2 separate regions of the Capra hircus genome follow, and region 2 is linked to region 1. Evidence: chromatin contacts called from public Hi-C data. All regions are on one chromosome and are shown on one strand. The core of a region is the stretch at or near the end of the contact, and the rest is flanking DNA. Distances in the headings are between cores, read along the strand shown.

The links. A called contact is a pair of places that touch in the nucleus more often than the background predicts.
Region 2: a Hi-C map of blood shows a contact between it and region 1, with 1.7 times the contacts expected there. The contact joins two enhancer-like sites. A contact is called at or near these places in 2 of 5 Hi-C or Micro-C datasets (blood and liver).

What each region holds. Positions count from the first base shown.
Region 1 is chr24:37,526,546-37,530,010 of ARS1.2, forward strand. It overlaps LPIN2 (phosphatidate phosphatase LPIN2), which reads right to left. Exons shown (of 20, transcript XM_005697070.2): 9 at 1,983-2,170; 10 at 227-320. Among named protein-coding and RNA genes, the nearest start is that of EMILIN2, 73 kb to the left of the region's middle. Within about 2 kb of position 1,721, at least 2 of the 5 cell types and tissues checked have an H3K27ac peak or open chromatin away from gene starts, as enhancers often do.
Region 2 is chr24:37,561,436-37,564,980 of ARS1.2, forward strand. The region is part of intron 1 of LPIN2 (phosphatidate phosphatase LPIN2); the gene reads right to left. Among named protein-coding and RNA genes, the nearest start is that of LPIN2, 50 kb to the right of the region's middle. Within about 2 kb of position 1,351, at least 1 of the 5 cell types and tissues checked has an H3K27ac peak or open chromatin away from gene starts, as enhancers often do.

The DNA.
Region 1 (3,465 bases), core at 471-2,970:
TCTCCAAGCAGAGAAGTAGCACAACGTGTAAAACAGAGCAGGATTTTAAGCCTCAGTGGAAATGAAGCTGGAGCTTCACACCTAAGTCACTGCCCATTTAGCTCATTTACATGAAATGGCACAGTGAGAAAGAATATAATAGTTAAAACCTATACAGCACTTAGGGAAAGAAAAACCTGCAAGAATACTGAACAGTTATAAGCAACAAAAGAGCGAGAGTATTTACCGGTTATAGATCCGTATCACAAGGTTGGGATTGTCTATGAGTCCAGGGTTTTCTGCAAATTCATGGTATGTAATGATGTGCTCCATGAATTTCTCTACAAGGTAAGATAACAATTACCACCTGGTTAGTTAGAGATTACAGAATAAACATCCATGTGGGCTTATTACAATACTCTCTCCATACTGAAGTGACCACAGGATCAAAAAAGTACTTCAAAACAAACCAAAAAACCCAACAACTAACTTTTCTAGGAGAATCAACAGCAAATGGCAGATGTTTGTGGTTTTTTTCCTGGACAAGAAAAACAAACCACTTCTTTTCTACGGCCCCTCGTCTACCACTCTTTCCATAGCAGTGAAAAAACAGAACCCAAAACCAAACAAACAAAAAAAAACAGGAGAAAGGGATAAGCTAGGGACTCTGAGGCAAACAGATGACAGCTGTGAGAGGGAGGGAGATGTGAAGGCCCGGGTTCACACACACTCAGCTCCACAACCAGCGGAAACTGCTCAGTTTCATTCTCATAAGCAGGCGTGAAACCCTGGACTGGTGGGCAACTTTTAACAGCATAGCCGGGGAACACTCCTGGGGTCTTGCAGCCGTAAGTGCACAAGTGCAGCTACGTGAGGAAACAACCCAAGCATCTTACAGGGCTTGGACGGAGAAACCCAACACAGCAGAATTTGGCTGAGGGTCTCTCAAGAAGAAACAAATCCCAAGTTCCTGCACGACAGATGAGGGTCAAGCATGACTTTCTGTCCCATTCCCAGAGGCGATCCTTTAAGTCAGAGCAAACTCTAACAACAGAGCAAACTCTCACTGGGACTGTTCCTCCTGGTCATCTATGTACTGTTTACTTGCCATTTAGTCTTTTAAGTTAAATTTTACAGTTTTACATAAACTGTATGTCCCCTCCTCCACCTCTACTTTTAAAGGGAGGGCTTAAGAGGATTATAACGTGACCTAACTTCGTCCCTAGAAGGAACCACTGGCCATAACACACTCAATTTCCTGCAAAAAGTAAACAGAATTAAAAGATGGAAAAACGATCACCCCATGACCCCAAGAAGAAGAAGAAGATTTAGGGAGTCCCAGCCGAGAGGTCCCGGGCAACCCAGCCTGCCACACACACACAAGACAAAGGATGACGTTAGTCAGAAAATCTTTCCTTAGAGGAAAATCCATCAAGGGCCACCAGCCAAACATGAGAAAACATGAAGAGCTCAGTTTACAAAAGGAGGTAAGACCAGAAAAGGCCAAAGAACTGGCTAGGACAGTCGGACACACAGGTGCTCAAGTCCCACAGGGTTGTTGGAACCAGCCCTGCTAAGCAACCCCCTTCTCATGAGTGACTTGACTCTCCTGGGCCAACTCTCGGACAGAGTAACCCCTGCTACTTTTGCCAGAAAGACCATTTCACTCAGCAGACAGCTTTGGCAACGTGAGGCCTTCCTCTCATGTCTCAGGCTCGGGGCTGCCAGGTCCCAGCCCTACAATTATTCCAGCAACTTCACAGAAGAGAAGGCAGCTGGGGCTGAGCTGACCCTGGCCGCCCAGTACATGGGGCAGCCCAAGAACCTGTCCTTAGGCTCACAGCTCTCCCACCCACCGACACGCGGGGTCACCCCAACCCAAGGCACCTAAATGAGGGGCGAAAAGTCTGACGTCCAAGGGAGACCCCGCCACCTCCATGAGACCCCAGGGCTGCGTTCCCGGCACGGCTCACCACCCAGGGCGGACGAAGCTGCCCACCCACCTTTGGAGATCTCTCCGTTCTCGCTGAGGCCACCGCAGAGCGACAGGGTGACGTCGGGCAGGTCCATGGCGGAGTCCGAGAGGCACTCGGTGCCGCTGTCGGCTGCCGCGCTGCCCACCGACTGGGGGGACTGGGAGCCGGACAGCGTGTCGGACTCGGGCCACTGCCGGGAGCCGGGCTCCGACTCACTGCAGGGAGAAAGGCACCGGCCATCACACCCCTGCCCTGAGCCTGATGGCCAAGCTCAGGGCTCCCTGCCCCGGACGCGGCTTCGCTTAGGCAGTGTTCAGACCCTATCCTAGACAACACTGAGACAACGCAACAGTGCTGCTGAGGAATTAACTGAACACAGTAAACACGCACACACCGATCGCTCACAGTCACGCGAACCATCGATGATGGCCCTTCTGACTTATCAAAGGGATGAAAGAGTTACAAGCATTCATTTACATGACAAAATGACAGGGTAAGAAAAACCTGATGTCTGGAAACCTTCTGATCTTAACTTCCTACAAAAGGCTGTGGTACTATACTCCTCTCGGAGAAAACTGCTGTAGTCCAAGAGGGTATTATTGTTAAAAACAAGGCTTTTCTAAATTCATTTATTACCTCATGAAAACAAAACGAAGAAATTAACCAAGTAAAAGTTCTCAGGAGGCTGGACACACCTCAAGAAAGAAATGCACCAAGAAACCAGAAATAAACTGTTCCTACACTGGTGAGCCTCAGAACCAAAGTTGAGGTTACTCAACGTTTTCAGTTTTCTAAACAAGGCGTGGAAGCCAGGTTTTAGAAGCTGATCCTAAAGGAAACTTTTTGTAATGGAGCATAAATTTGAGAGGAAAAGGACATGGAAATGACACCTTACATCTCTTAGTCATGAATGCTTCCTACTCTACACCTTCTGAACGGATACTTTTAGAGTTATTTTATTTTTTTAAAAGCCAGTACATAAATGCATGTCATCTCATGAAGTTATATGATGTTTAAAAGAAAATCTGAAATTTGAGCAGTAGGTGGCAGCACAGTACAGCTAAGTCATAAATAGAAAGCCGTTGCAAACACTAACGTTTTGCACTTGAGCCTCTGAAGAGGAGATGCTGGTGTTGGACTGGGCGATGCACACCCACACCACAGTTTTGAGAGTAATCGGATCAACAGAACGTGCTGCTAACCGGAGACGGTGAAAAAGCCAAGGCCACCTAGGCGGCAAGCGCCGGCTGTTGTGCTGGGGCTCCAGCAAGGCTGACCTCGGGGTGAAACAAGCACCTCGTGCTCACCCTCCTGGGCACATGGGCGGCCCCTGCAGTCAGGTATAGCCATGTGATCAGACGACTGTGCTGTCCCTATGGACAGAAGGCATGTGCCGCCTCCTTCCCAAGCCGGGCCCCAGAAAACTGCGCCCCCAGCGGCCCTCCCCTTTCCCTGTCGAGGCCCCATGGGGACAGGGGAGCCTCAGGATGGGAGGGGCTGGTGCTCTGGG
Region 2 (3,545 bases), core at 101-2,600, 35 kb after region 1:
CGAATGTGCTTCACACCCACAGCTCCAGAACGGAACGCTTCTCACTCCCGCGTCTCTCTCCTCACCGCTTTCCCCTTTACTCCTCAAACCACAAAGCAACGCAGCTTTCTGGCAACTCGTTCTCACTCTTCCTGCCACGGGTGCAGTATGGCCAGCTCTCATCTACCTGTCCCTGAGGTGAGAGATCGGAATGTCACGAGAGAGAGAAGTGTGGAAGTAAATTCATTAAGATATGTGCTGAGTTTAGGATTCTGTTTATAATTAATCATGAAAGATATTAGCCAACCCTTGTGTAATGGTTATACCTATCAATACATGAAAAACAGCTAAATGTTTATGCCAACTCTGCTATGAAATATAGCTGTACTTTGAACTATTCAAAATAGATTTTAAAAGTGACGTGTACTTTGCAAGGAGTAAAATTAACCCTTTCAGAGTATACAGCTTTAACCATGCAACCATGAAAAAGTCACTACAATCAAGAAAGTCAAGACACAGAACTGCACTGCTGCCTCAAATGCCCCCACGCCCTTTCGTAGCCCATCCTTTTACCCCACCCCAAGCCAACCAATGACCTGTTCTTTGTCCCTATAATCTTGGCTTTTCCAGAATGTTTCATGGATGGAGCCACTGAGTACATGCCCTTCGGACTACAGCTTCTTCCATTTAGCATCATGTATTGAGACTGACTAGCATTCTTGCAGGGATCTGCAGTTCATTCTTTGCTGTTGTTGAGTAGCATCCCACTGTAAGGATGTCTTAAAGTTTGTTTATCCATCCACCAATTGAGAAACTCTGGGTTGTTTCCAGTCTGGGGAGACTACGAACAAATGAAGCTACTAGAACTGAACAGGCTTTGGTATGGACATAATTTCGCTTCCCTTGGATAAATACTTAGGAGTGGTATTGTTTTAAAGATACCTTTGGTGCACCCAGGGGAGTCTGCTAATAAAATAAATCCCTCCATAAATCATTTTACAAAGTGGTAATAATTGAACCGTTTCATGAGTTAGGATTTTCATTCATATGCGTGAGTTACTTCGATTCACTTACACTGGGGAAAATTCAAATTCTTCATTTGTTCGTGCCCTAACATTCTGAACTACACACATCCTTGAGAAGCCACACATAACATAAGCTATAATTCAGTGTTCTTCCTCATGTGGGCAGTGGGGAAGCGATCGGGTGAAGGGCAGGCACACTGACATTTACCCTCCCAAACGCCACTTCACACACCTCCTCTCGCTGAGCTCGCACGGGCAGGTCAGGCAGTGTTACATGCGTTCTACCAGCAAGACGTGGGGCTCGGAAAAAAACAGCCAACGTACCTGAAGTCAAACCACGACACAGCGACAGCACAGACCGCAGCTCAGGCATGTCTGCCTCAGGTGCCCAGGCTCCTGAGTCCTGGGGCCACACGCTCCTAAGCACAGCAATGCCAAGCGTACGTAATGTTCAGAGCTATGCACAAGAAGGGACTTCACAAGTGCTTTCAGGAGGTCACCGTTCTGCCCATGCTATGTGAAAAATGTTAAAGCTCTTTATTAGGAGTGGCTTTAAAGATTTGATTACATTATGATTGTAAATCTATGTTTAAGGAATATGTTCTCACCCTAAAATTTCCTGGCTAAGGAAAAAACTTCGTGGCTAACCTGTTTTGGTGGTCATCACTGATAACTATAAGCAACTGAAAATGAAGCAGGAAAACTGTCTAGCTTGCTTTCACATATGAAAGACACACAACCTTAGCAAGTTTCTTTATATACCATATGTGGCATTCTCAGTGATGAGCATCACTTTAGTCCAGATGTTGGCAGGACACAATTTCCTTTCAAATACCGGACTATCTACAGTTCTTTCCATTTACTCACTGGCCTAGAAGTCAGGAAGTAGCATCAGGAATCTTCTGCAGATGCAATTACAGCTGTGAGATGGGAACAAATGAACATATTCTTGGAGTTTGGAGGTCTAGAGAAAGACATGTTAAACTTAATTTGTCTTCCTCTCATGGCTTCACAGAAGCTTAGTTAATATCACAGATAAAGCAAGTTCACATTTTCAACCTGTCCCAAAGCATTACTATCCGAGTTGAAAGGCACTCCACTTGCATCACACGGTACCTGGTTAAGTTCAGGGGGAAACAAGGCAGATGAACAACCCCAGCGAGATTTGAAGGTCACTCATTGCAACCACTTCACTGATTTCACAGCTGCTAAACTGGCAAGCATGTGGAGGCCTGAAGTCCACAACCCCAACATCCTCAACAACCCCACCCTGAAGGGTTTATCCTCATAAAGTCTGACAGAGACAAGACCTGCTTTAGAAAGCGAGCTGCACTTTAGAAAAAGGATGCAGACTGCCTTACTGAAAAGAAAACCAAGGATTAGGACAAATCTGGCTTTAGTGAAATTCAGAGCAACTGTCTTTTGTTTGCGTGGTCTATATGTTTATTAACACACATTTCCCTCAGGTGTGCTCAGGTTCTCCGATGAACATGAGCTGTGAAACCAGACCTATTTCTACTCCACTACAAGAACCTGGGATGTCCACTCCTAAGAGGTTGAGATCCCTTAGTTACAAGGGCTAAGAGTAGCATAAAAATTCTTTTCAGAGTAAGAAGCGACGACTAAGCCAGGACGGGAAATGATGATTTACCCAGCTGAAGACCGTCTATCAGTGCCAAGTACTCAAAGCCACAAGAGCCTTCGGGTCCATATGCACCCACAGATTCGTATCCTGGAGTCTGAGTCATCATCACACCTGGGAGGCTTCTAAAAATACAGCTTCCTAGAAAGAAGGCTAACACCAACCCTTGGACAGGCATCGGAAATCTCCATGGACAGAGGCACACATACAGACATGCTTATGTCTGGGCCAGAACGTGTGTTTAACATCCTCGCTCTCTCTGTGATCCAGAACCAAGGACATGAGAAGCAACAAGCAAACAAGCGCCCAGATCCTGGTTGCTAAATACCGCCCTTCAGTACAAAGTCCAGGGTCAGGGCATCTCGTGGTGCAAGAAAGTAGGAATCGTGGGCTCAAAATCACAGCTGTAGGGGTGTGTTAAGGGAACACGAGCCAAAGCCAAAAAGCACCCAGAACAACCTGAGCAACAAAATCTGACGGGTTATTACCTGCAGAGTATTCTTGGGGCCATACTGATATAAGTTCAAAAGCAGGGAAGGAGGGGCAGATTTCTCTTAAAGAGGAATTCCAATGAAGAAATAGAAAATGAGGGGAATAAAAGACCACCACGAGCACACCACAGTCCCCGTGGAGACAATGGACGTTAAGCAAGGTGTCGGCACACTCTCAAACTATCTTCCTCGTGATGCATACTCATCACCAAAGGAAACAGTGACTTTACAGCAGAGAAGCCTGGCAGACGCTGCCTTCATGAAGGAGGGACCTCAATGAAGTGGGGAAACTCGACAGGAACAAAACAACCAACACCAGGGACCTCGTATGATGGCTGTGCTCTTTCTGCCAAAACACATGTGCTCCATCCAATTAGGAGATGCCACCAGACACACTCTGACTGAGGG